Regions from separate parts of the Zea mays genome. Here region 2 is linked to region 1. The links are chromatin contacts, called in public Hi-C maps. All regions are on one chromosome and are shown on one strand. The core of a region is the stretch at or near the end of the contact, and the rest is flanking DNA. Distances in the headings are between cores, read along the strand shown.

Region 1 (5,098 bases), core at 1,317-3,816:
TGTTTGGGACAACTTTTTTCTGAAGACCTTTTTTGAGAATTTGAATTCCTGGATAATCTAGCTGTTACGAGAATCTAGATATCACGGGGCTTGCGTGCGGAAGATGAAGGGGATTTATCCTGCCGCGACGACTCGGCGAATTATACATTCACGTTGATTTGGACGATTCTCACAGAAGCAGACCGAGAAACAAACATTTGACTACTAGAAGATGATTCTGACGACCAAAATCTGACCAAAAGCCGAAACAAACAGGCCCACTATGGCTATGTCCCCGATGCATCTCCATGCCTCAAATGGGATACCATCAGGGCCCATCGTCGTACCTGTTTCATCCTTTTCAATGCTTCTCTAACCTCAGATTCTTGGATCCTACACATAAAGCGCCTATTGGTGTCATCAAAAGGGCCATTCAACTGAAAGGTTGCGTCCTTAATCTCCCCATTGAATAATTTGTCAAAATATTCTCGCCATCTATGTCTGATCTCATACTCCTTCACTAAGAGATGCTCTGTTTTATTCTTAATGCATTTAACTTGGTTGAAGTCTCTTATCTTCCTCTCACGAACCCTAGCCATCCTATATATATCATTCTCTCCTTCCTTCGTACTCAACCATTTGCCACACTTACAGCTTACTTTACAGTCTTCTTTGCTAACTTGTACTTCTCTACGTTGTACATACTCATGTCATGGTACAAAAACAAGGGCGGACCCAAGTAGGGTCGAGTGAGGGCACATGCCCTGCTCATTTCTTTGTTCTAAGTACTAGAGTCTAGATTTTCACCATGAGGTCCCCTGCTCAGTCCAATTTAAATGCCCCTGCTCTGGTATTTTGGTGTTCGTCCTTACAAGTATGCCCTCAGTCATATTTTGTCTTGGGTCCACCCCTAGGTACAAATGTCTACGACATCATTTATTATCCTTAATATCCCTTTAGACTTTCTCGTTCCACCATCGACTATCTTTAGCTTCGACTTCACTCTTTTTGGTTGCTCCACGCACCTTTGAGACCACCTTCTGAATGCAGGTTGTCATCTTCTTCCATATGTTGTTTGTGTCATCTTGATCCTTCCAAGTGCCATCTTTGACAGCTCTTTCCTTGAAGACTTTTGATGTCTCTCATTTCAGTTTCCACCACTTTGTTCTCGTAATCTTGGCTTGTTTATCACTGCGGGCACGCACCTGAAAACGAAAGACTGCCACCACAAGCTTATGTTGAGAGACAACATACTCTTGAAGTACCACCTTGCTATCCAAGCAGGTACCTTGCAATCCAAGCATACTCGTTTATCCTCTCCTCTTGTGAGGATAAAGTCAAATTGATTATAGTTTTGTCACTACTATAGGTCATTAAATCTGATTTTCTCGTTCTAAACTAAGTGTTGTCTATCAATAGGTCAAAAGCTACGCAATGTCCAAAACATTGAACATGAGATCTTCAAGCTTTGAAGATTGCCATTTCCCATATATGTATATATGAACAAATGTACATCTGATCGCATCCATTCTCCAATTGAAAAATCAGAAGATGCATCCCATTCCATGCTCGAGGCATGAATAAATTAAATTTGTGTCATATTATATGCTAGATCCCCTTAACAGCGAGAAACAATAACACCACAATGGAAACAGTCGCTCTCCAAAACGAAGACGTGATACTTCATTATTATTATTTTTTGAAAAAAAAAAAGACACTGGCAACGTGATAGCCAACTACTACGCTGGGTCAATCCCGTGTCCCTATTTTGGTCAAGCTCATAATCTAGAAACAACTAAGGAATCGCCTTTCCGCACCCTTCGTGAAGTCAACACACAAACCCAACCCACCGGCACAAAGCCGCAAAGTCTGGGCAAAGCTATCCCACTCTGCAAGTGCAAGCAAATCTGCGCCTCGAGATCAACACGAACTCACCTTCCCTTTGTTTTCGTAATATAATTCACCCCCTCCACCCCTCGAGAAATGGGGAGTAAAGCGAGAAGCGGCGCGTACGAGTGAGTCGTATGGGCAAGATTCTCGGTGCCGCGGGACGCGTTACTTCCAAGAAACCCCCGACGAACAGGTCCAACAAAGAAGCCCAGCGCGAGCGAGCAGGTTCGCACAAACGCACCCAGCTAAAATAGCAAGATTACCGAGTACTGGGCCAAGAAAGCGAACGCACCGAGGATGTTGCCGGAGATCTCGACGAGCCCATCGGGCGGCCGCCGGTAAAACAGCCGCCGGAACAGGGACATCCGCCCGGCCGCCGACGCAGGAACCGGACAGAGAACGCGCCGCCCCGCCGGGTAGCCGAACCTTGTGGGGGAGGAGGAGTCGGGCAGGGAGGAGACGTTACGAGCAGTAGAGCCGGTGGTGGCGATATATCGGGGAGGAGGGACGGATGGAGGTGGTGCTGGTGGCAGCAAGGAGGGCAACTCCGCGCCGGTGGATTTGTTTTCTCGGAGGTTTTTGGTGGTTTGGACGTTTGGTTTGTTTAACGGGTCGTCGTAGGCGCGTGCGTGCGACCGCTGTAGCACGATCACGAGCCCCTGCGCGGCGACGAATGGTTCCATCGTGGAACGGGCCCGGGCTGGCTGCTTCCTACCCTTCTGAAAAAGAGAGAGCAAAAGTTGGAACCGTGTTTCAAAATTTGAACTTTGATTGCATTTTATTATTCTTCTTTCATCTTAAATTCAAACACCTTCATTTATCTCCTTGTGTATTTTCATCGTTTTTTTCTTTTCTCCATTTTCTTCTTGTATGATACTTATTAATAGTTATCTACTTTATCCTCCCGACTATAAAACTATATCAAGCCGTTCGGCTGTGATTTTTTTTTGTGCTGTCGCTACAGGTTGCTACTTCTTTTGTGAGACGGTCTAATGTTCCGTAATTGTAGATGTAAGACAGCTAAAAGCATCTCTAAGGGCTAGTTTGGCAATCACAAAACCGGAGGGGATTGGAGGGGCTAAATTCCCCTTCTTATTCAAATTGAATAAGAAGGGGAATATAGCCACTCCAATCCTCTCCGGGTTTATAGTTTTCAAACTAGCCCTAATAGTTATGTAAATAACTCCCTAGATATAAATTTAAGAAGTTTTCGGGGGAAAAGCCTTGAAAAGCCTTCTCTAACAGTTATGTAAAATAGATCCTTAAATTTATAAACTCACTACAAAACTCAATTTCATCCCTACATTTACTAACTCAAATTCAAAGGGGGTTGCAAACTCTCTTTACGCTCATTTGATAAAGCTTAAAGCAATGATGAGCATCATAGACTAATAGTATGCGAATAGACTCAAGTATAGTTATAAGAGCAAAAGTTTCCTCAAAATCCAAACACATGACTTGGGCATATACTATTGCCACAAGTTTCGTCTTGTTTCTTGTCACCACCTCGAACTTGTCTTGTTTGTTGCGGAACACCCACTTAGTTCCCACAACATTTTTGTCGGCGTTTCGAGACCGGGGGGTCCCTAAGCCGACGAGTGAGTGTGCCGCGTGCCCCAGCCCAGATGGGTCGAGCGCGTGGGCGAGCGCGAAGGGGGGAAAGGAGCGAGGAGGCCGGAGTCCGGCGAGAGAGAGGTGGGAATCCCGCGGCCTTCGTGTTCATCCCGCGCCCAGGTCGGGTGCGCTTGCAGTAGGGGGTTACAAGCGTCCACGCGGGTGAGGGAAGCGAGCGGCCCCAAGAGAGCGCCTGTCCCCGTCCTCGTCCCCGCGCGGCCAACCTTTTTTAAGAAGGCCCTTGTCGGGGACCATAATTAGGGGTACCCTCAAGACGCCTAATTCTCAGCTGGTAACCCCCATCAGCATAAAGCTGCAAAGGCCTGATGGGTACGATTAAGTCAGGGATCAGTCCACACGAGTGACTCGATCACGCTTCACCCGAGCCTAGCCTCGGCCAAGGGCAGCCGACCTCGAGAGACTTCCATCTCGCCCGAGGCCCCCCTTTTTACGGCGGACACATCACCGGCTCGCCCGAGGCCTTGGCTTCGCTCAGAAGCAACCCTGACTAAATCGCCACACCGACTGACCGAGTTGCAGGAGCATTTAACGCAAAGGTGGCCTGACACCTTTATCCTGACACGCCCCCCCCCCCCCCCGGCAGAGCCGACGTGACCGCCGTCACTCCACCGCTCCACTGACCAGTCTGACAGAAGGACAGCGCCGCCTGCGCCACTCCGACTGCGGTGCCACTCGACAGAGTGAGTCTGACAGACAGTCAGGCCTTGCCAAAGGCGCCACGGCGAACTCCGCTCCGCCCGACCCCAGGGCTCGGACTCGGGCTAAGACCCGGAAGACGGCGAACTCCGCTCCGCCCGACCCCAGGGCTCGGACTCGGGCTAAGACCCGGAAGACGGCGAACTCCGCTCCGCCCGACCCCAGGGCTCGGACTCGGGCTAAGACCCGGAAGACGACGAAACTCCGCCTCGCCCGACCCCAGGGCTCGGACTCCGCCCTGGCCTCGGCCGAACGACCTCCGCCTCGCCCGACCCCATGGCTCGGACTCGGCCTCGGCAACAGAAGACAGACTCAACCTCGGCTTCGGAGGAGCCCCCACGTCACCCTGCCTAGGGCACAGACCCGCCACGTCAACAGGAAGTGCCATCATCGTCCTACCCCGAATCGACTCGGGTCACGGAGAACAAGACCGGCGTCCCATCCGGCCAGCCCCGCCGGATGGGCAATGATGGCGCTCCACAAGCTCTGTGACGACAGCGGTCCCCAGCTCTCTTACGGAAGCAGGGCGACGTCAGCAAGGACTCGACCGCTCCAACAGCTGTCCCTCCGCCAGGCTCCGTCGCACCTCCGACAGCCACGACATCACGCCAGCAAGGTGCCAAGACCTCTCCGGCTACCACATTGGCATGTACCTAGGGCGCTAGCTCTCTCTCCGCTAGACACGTAGCACTCTGCTACACCCCCCATTGTACACCTGGATCCTCTCCTTACGACTATAAAAGGGAGGACCAGGGCCTTCTTAGAAAAGGTTGGCCGCGCGGGACCGAGGACGGGACATGCGCTCTCTTGGGGCCGCTCGCTTCCCTCACCCGCGTGGACGCTTGTAACCCCCCTACTGCAAGCGCACCCGACCTGGGCGCGGGACGAACACGAAGGC
Region 2 (5,098 bases), core at 749-3,248, 200 kb after region 1:
GCGTACGTGTCTATTTCTTTATTCAAAATTTTAACTCCCACACGTAATGCGTCTTGCTTAGAATGACGATTGCTTGGAAGTAAAAGTAAAAGTAAAAGTAAAAGTAATTAGAATGACGATTGCTTGGAAGTATAGAAGTAATTTTATACAGTACTCCGCAAGCAGTCTATAGCTCTAATTAATCCCCTAGCTAATAACGACTTCGTCGCTAGCCGGCCGGCCCTTGCATGCATGGCTGCTGGAGTGCGTAGTAATTTAAACAAATAAAGCTATCGTCTGTCAGCAATTAATAATGCAATTAAGTACGTAGTTTGTAGACTAGTCTCCCAACAAGCCACTCTTCAGTTAATAACTTCACTTTTCCCTGTTTTATTAGTGCTATAAATCAAGAATGTTACGGAGAAGTGTACGAACGAGCTGTGTGTAACCGTAACTTTTTTTTTGAGCTCACAGTACGCTCAAATTAGACATCTTTTAAACAGTCTCTAGGGTGTAGTAAGTGCAATAAATAAATAAATAAATCAAGAGACAGTCTCTTCGTGGAGAGCCCGTCTCTACACCACTCTCTATACATATTATGTCTTAACTGTATTTATGATTTATAGGCTCTGAGTTGTATTATGCAATTTCTTAACCGTCTCTTATACTTTACAAATCGATCCTAATAAGCCTCTGGGTTGTACAAGTTTGTAGTACATGCCCTAAGGTCTGTCCTCGTCAGTCAGACAACAAGTATTTATCGCCCTAATAACAGTGTACGAGAACCAGTTGCTGCTGCATGGTTCGGTTTGGCGGCGTTGTTACCTGCAGCTGATCGATGACTGGAATACGGTGCCTAGCTACACGTACTGTTCACGGACGAATTGAATTTGAACTCCTCATCATCAACGGTCAATGCCCAAAGCCTTCAGTTCTATCCGGATCGGAGCGCGGGCGGTTTAACCAGCTGCTGGGAGTTAAAAAAAACCCCGTGGCTCTCCCATTTAATTCCTCATCGTTTCAATTCGAATCCGCAGTTAACACGCAAGTTAGTACGAGGTAGCGTTTGTGTATATGGTACGGGACTCTAATCGCCATGCATGGTGTCATGCATGACGTGGCCATATGTAATGGACTGGTCGGCTGGACAAATTAGGAGTAACTCGCTGCTCGCCAACTAGGCCAGGCCATGATCGTGCGTGTCTTTGGATCAGGTTGAGCTATATAGGTGCCTAGGCCACGCCATCCATGATTAGTGGAGTGTTTTTTTATAATAGATCAGAGAGTCAGAGACGGACGCATTTCAAAAAAAAATTATCCTGTGTGGTGAAAATGCTGCTGCTTGCTGCTACAGCTACACCACCCGTATTGCTGCTGGTGACGCACTTGCACAGTTGCACGGAGCTTCTACCCTACTACGACTCGTTTTGCCGGGCTCAATACCAGCCGTCGGATGCTTCATCCGACGTCTCCCCGCCACCTAGTTCCGGCCTAACGAAAAATGCCTACGCCCTACCTAGCCTAGACCTAGGCGCACCCTGCAAGGCTGCAGCTCCGTCTCCTCCCAGCAGCAGTAGCACAGGCACAGGCAGGCACAGCGCTGCACTGCACTGGACGACGCTGACATGAGGACACACCCTCCAGTCTCCAGAAGGAAAATTCCCTGGCCCTGGCACTGCCCGACCTCTGCTCTGCTCGGTTCGGCCGTCAGTAACACCCAGGAATTCACAGTTCCATTCCGAGAGATTGTTTGCGTGCAGAGGGTTAAAAATGGCAGCACGGCAGAGCCCGCAGCGCAGTTACTGGTACCGGCAGCGGCAGCTTCCCTTCCCCCGCAGGCTGCAGCAGCATCAACATGGGTTGCTCGCCCCCCGCAGTTAATTCCTCCCTCCCCTGCGCCTCCAATTGCATGCCTGGCCTGGGACGACGGTGGGGCCAGCGCGCCATTAGCGCAACCCAAGCAAGCTTCCAAGATCATTCATCGCCTAGATTAGTACCGGCATTTAACACTCCCCCCGCCGCTTTTTTTAAACTTGCCGAACTTCCCTCCAAAGTTGCCGCGCGCCTTTCCGGAAGAGGCCGGGAGAGCTTCTTTCTTCTTCCTCGCCCTCGATCTTCTCCTTCCTCTCCTATAAATACGTGGCGTTACGCATGCATGCAGGAGCAAAGCAGCAACGGGGCGTGGCGTGGCGTGGCCAAGAATTCGAATTCCTCGGCGGGCGGCAGGCACGCGCATAGCGCTATAGCTTAGCTTGCTTGCTTGTTTGTTCCATCGCTTTTTCCAATGGAGAACTGCGTGAGGGGTCGAGCGGGAGGGAGGGTTAGAGAGGACGCGGGTTCGTCGTCGCTGCCCCTGCCTCCGCCGCCGCGCCTAGCGGCCGCGAATTCCTCGGCGGCGGCGGCGGCGTCCATCCGGGCGCACCTGGCGCGCACCGCGAGCGGGGTGGACGCGCAGCCGTCGCCGCGGTCGCTGCTGTCGCGTATCCTGCTGCGTGGCGGCGGCGACGGCGGGAGTGGCGGGGGAGGAGGGTTCGGGTGCCGGGTGCGGCTGCCGCGGCGGTACGGCGGCGGGCTGAGGGAGGAACGGAAGGATGGCGCCGAGCAGGGAGAGACTCCCCGGGTTAAGGTCGTCGAGCCGCCGCCGCCGCCGCTGCCAGAGCTGCCCCTCGAGACGCCGCGGAGTTCGCTAGGTTCGGCATTCCGAGGCAGGAGGATCATCATATGCACTAAAAACCTCCCGCTGAATTCAGAACGCTTGCTTGAATTATGGAGACGTCGAGAGCAGTGATGCTAATGCTGGAGTTTTGTCGGATTCCGCAGGGAGGAAGAAGCCCGAGGAGGAGCTGGTGTCCATGAACCTGGGCCTGGGCGCGAGCCTGGTGCTCCTGCTGTCCAAGAGCGCCGTGGAGCTGAACAAGATGGTGGAGCTGCGCGCGCAGATGGAGGCCCTGGTGTCGGAGATCAGGCAAGCGTCGCGGTACAGGGAGGAGGAGGAGAAGCAGGCGGCGAGCCACCCTACTTCTGCTGCTGCTGCTGCCGTCGCTGGTCCCGCCACGTCGCAGGAATCCGACGGCGGCAGTAGCGCCACCACCACCGCCGTGAAGGACCCGATCGCGTTCCCCGCGGCCGACGCCGACGCCGACGCCGCGTCCAACTGCTCCCGCACGGCGGTGGTGATGGACCTCATGGAGGCGGAGCTCCAGGCCGAGCTGAGCCGCATGCAGCAGCAGCGTGGGCGCGGCGGTACGGTGGTGCACGGCCACGGCGGCGACAGCCGGATCGCCCCGACGCGAGGACTCGAGGTACGTGCGGAACGAAAAATCACCACCAGTACCGCAGTACGCCACCACGTACCACGCCGTACGTGTACGTCCGTGTGACGCGACGCGTGTTCGTCTTGCTTGCTGCTGATGTGGCTGACGTTGCCGGCAGTTGCCGCTGCTGAAGGTGAAGACGAAGGGCGACGCCCCCGACAGCGCGTCGCGCAGCTGCGTGGACTACGACGGCGGTGGCTGCGACAAGCACGACGATAATGATGAAGTGGACGGCGAGGGCGAAGAGGACGACGACGGCGATGAGGAGGAGGAGGAGGATGACGTGGAGTACGGCGAGGACAGGATGAGTCCCCCGCACGGCGGCGTGTCGGCGCGCGCGCTGGAGCGGCGGCTCCACGAGCTGCTGCAGAAGCGGCAGCAGGACCGGATCGTGGAGCTGGAGTCGGCGCTGGACAGCGCGCAGCGGCGGCTCCACGAGAAGGAGCGCGAGGTGGTGTGGTGGCGCGACGCCGCCAAGCTCGTCTCCCACCGCCGCGACGAGTCGCGCCGGATTGCCACCGCCAGTGCCAGGTAGAGAAACGAGAGAGAGAGAGAGAGAGGTGGCGCGAAAGGCCGGCTGGCCGCCTGCCTTTGTACTGCAGCCTGCAGCAGATGTCCGGATGGAATGGGGATGGGGGTCGTCGTTCGTCATCACGCTGCGCGGGTGACGCGCTGTAATGTACTCCTGCGAGCTGGGGCGAGTGAGCGACACGACCCGCGGCGGCGGCCTCTTGTCGCGCCTCTGCCGTGCGCGCGTGCGGCTCGGACGGAGGCCGCGGGGTTCGGCTCTGCATTTGCCTGCACTTGGTTGTCTTGTACGTCGTGTCGTTGTCCGGTGCGGACGAAAAAAAAAATCCTTTTGTGAATTCGAGCAGAGTTTGTACTTGGTACCCGTGATGTTGCCTGCCGCGCACGTTCTGGTGTGGTGTCACCTGTGGTCGCTCCGTCGCTGCTGGCTTGTAGTACTATGTATGTACAGTTGTACACCAAATAAATAAATGCTGACGGGCCACTGGGGCTCATCGAAACTACGAAGTGCATGCGCAAAACCTGCGTGGGGATGAAGGGTTCGAAAATCGAAAAAGACGCGGCACTCTAGTTTGATTTGAACTAGAAATGCGGGGTGGGGGACGGGGAATGGAGAGGAACGATCGCGATGATTTTGCCTTTCACAAAGGGAAGGGAAATTAAAAGTCGTTTGGAGAGGGAATAGATCCCAAATGCATGGTGAGGGAGAGGGAATAGAAACGAAACCGGGGGACCAGGCGGCGTTTGCCTAGATCAGAGCAGTAAATAACGGCCCCGCTTCTGACTGGAATTTACTTGCACTGGCAGTTCGCAGAGGGCCCTGCGCTGCGCTACAGTCCGCCGCAGAGCGCGTTGTTGCGGGAGGGCCGGAGGGCCTCCGCGAAACTGGCGAACTGGCACCGGTAAAAACTAAAAGGACACGAACAACTGCGGCGCACCAGAGTCAGTAGTGCAGCGGCCGCACGAGTTAAGTAGTAGAAGGCGCAGCTAGCGGCTGTTACCGCAGCTGCGGCCTGCGGCTGCAGCTTCGGTTCCAGAGCAGAGCTAGCGCGTGTGCAGCATTACTAGTACCTGACTAAACTGAGCAGCCTTCAAGACCAGAAGTTATTAGCGCCGCGCTGATCCACCGGTAGTACAGCACTACAGCACAATGTCACGTATTACACTGATGTTGGATAGTACAAGCAAGGGCACACCTAGTGGAATGGGTTTGCAGCCTGCGGGAGAGAGAGACCAGGTCTGCAACTAGAGTGTGTTTGGTTACAATGATGTATTAT

The links. Hi-C and Micro-C count contacts between places; a contact is called where the count stands out from the background.
Region 2: a contact with region 1 is called in a Hi-C map of root tip, with 4 times the contacts expected there. The contact joins the promoter of LOC103639738 here to the promoter of LOC103637981 in region 1. A contact is called at or near these places in 17 of 25 Hi-C or Micro-C datasets (bundle sheath, ear, endosperm and 5 more) and 2 of 3 datasets of contacts at active chromatin or transcription factors (leaf and seedling).

What each region holds. Positions count from the first base shown.
Region 1 is chr9:14,400,360-14,405,457 of Zm-B73-REFERENCE-NAM-5.0, forward strand. LOC103637981 (formin-like protein 6) reads right to left here and starts at 2,567. Exons shown (of 4, transcript XM_008660978.3): 1 at 2,162-2,567. The coding sequence starts at 2,552.
Region 2 is chr9:14,597,540-14,602,637 of Zm-B73-REFERENCE-NAM-5.0, forward strand. It overlaps LOC103639738 (protein POLAR LOCALIZATION DURING ASYMMETRIC DIVISION AND REDISTRIBUTION), which reads left to right and starts at 1,999. Exons shown (of 3, transcript XM_020544230.1): 1 at 1,999-2,669; 2 at 2,800-3,281; 3 at 3,412-3,877. The coding sequence starts at 2,264. The coding sequence ends at 3,828.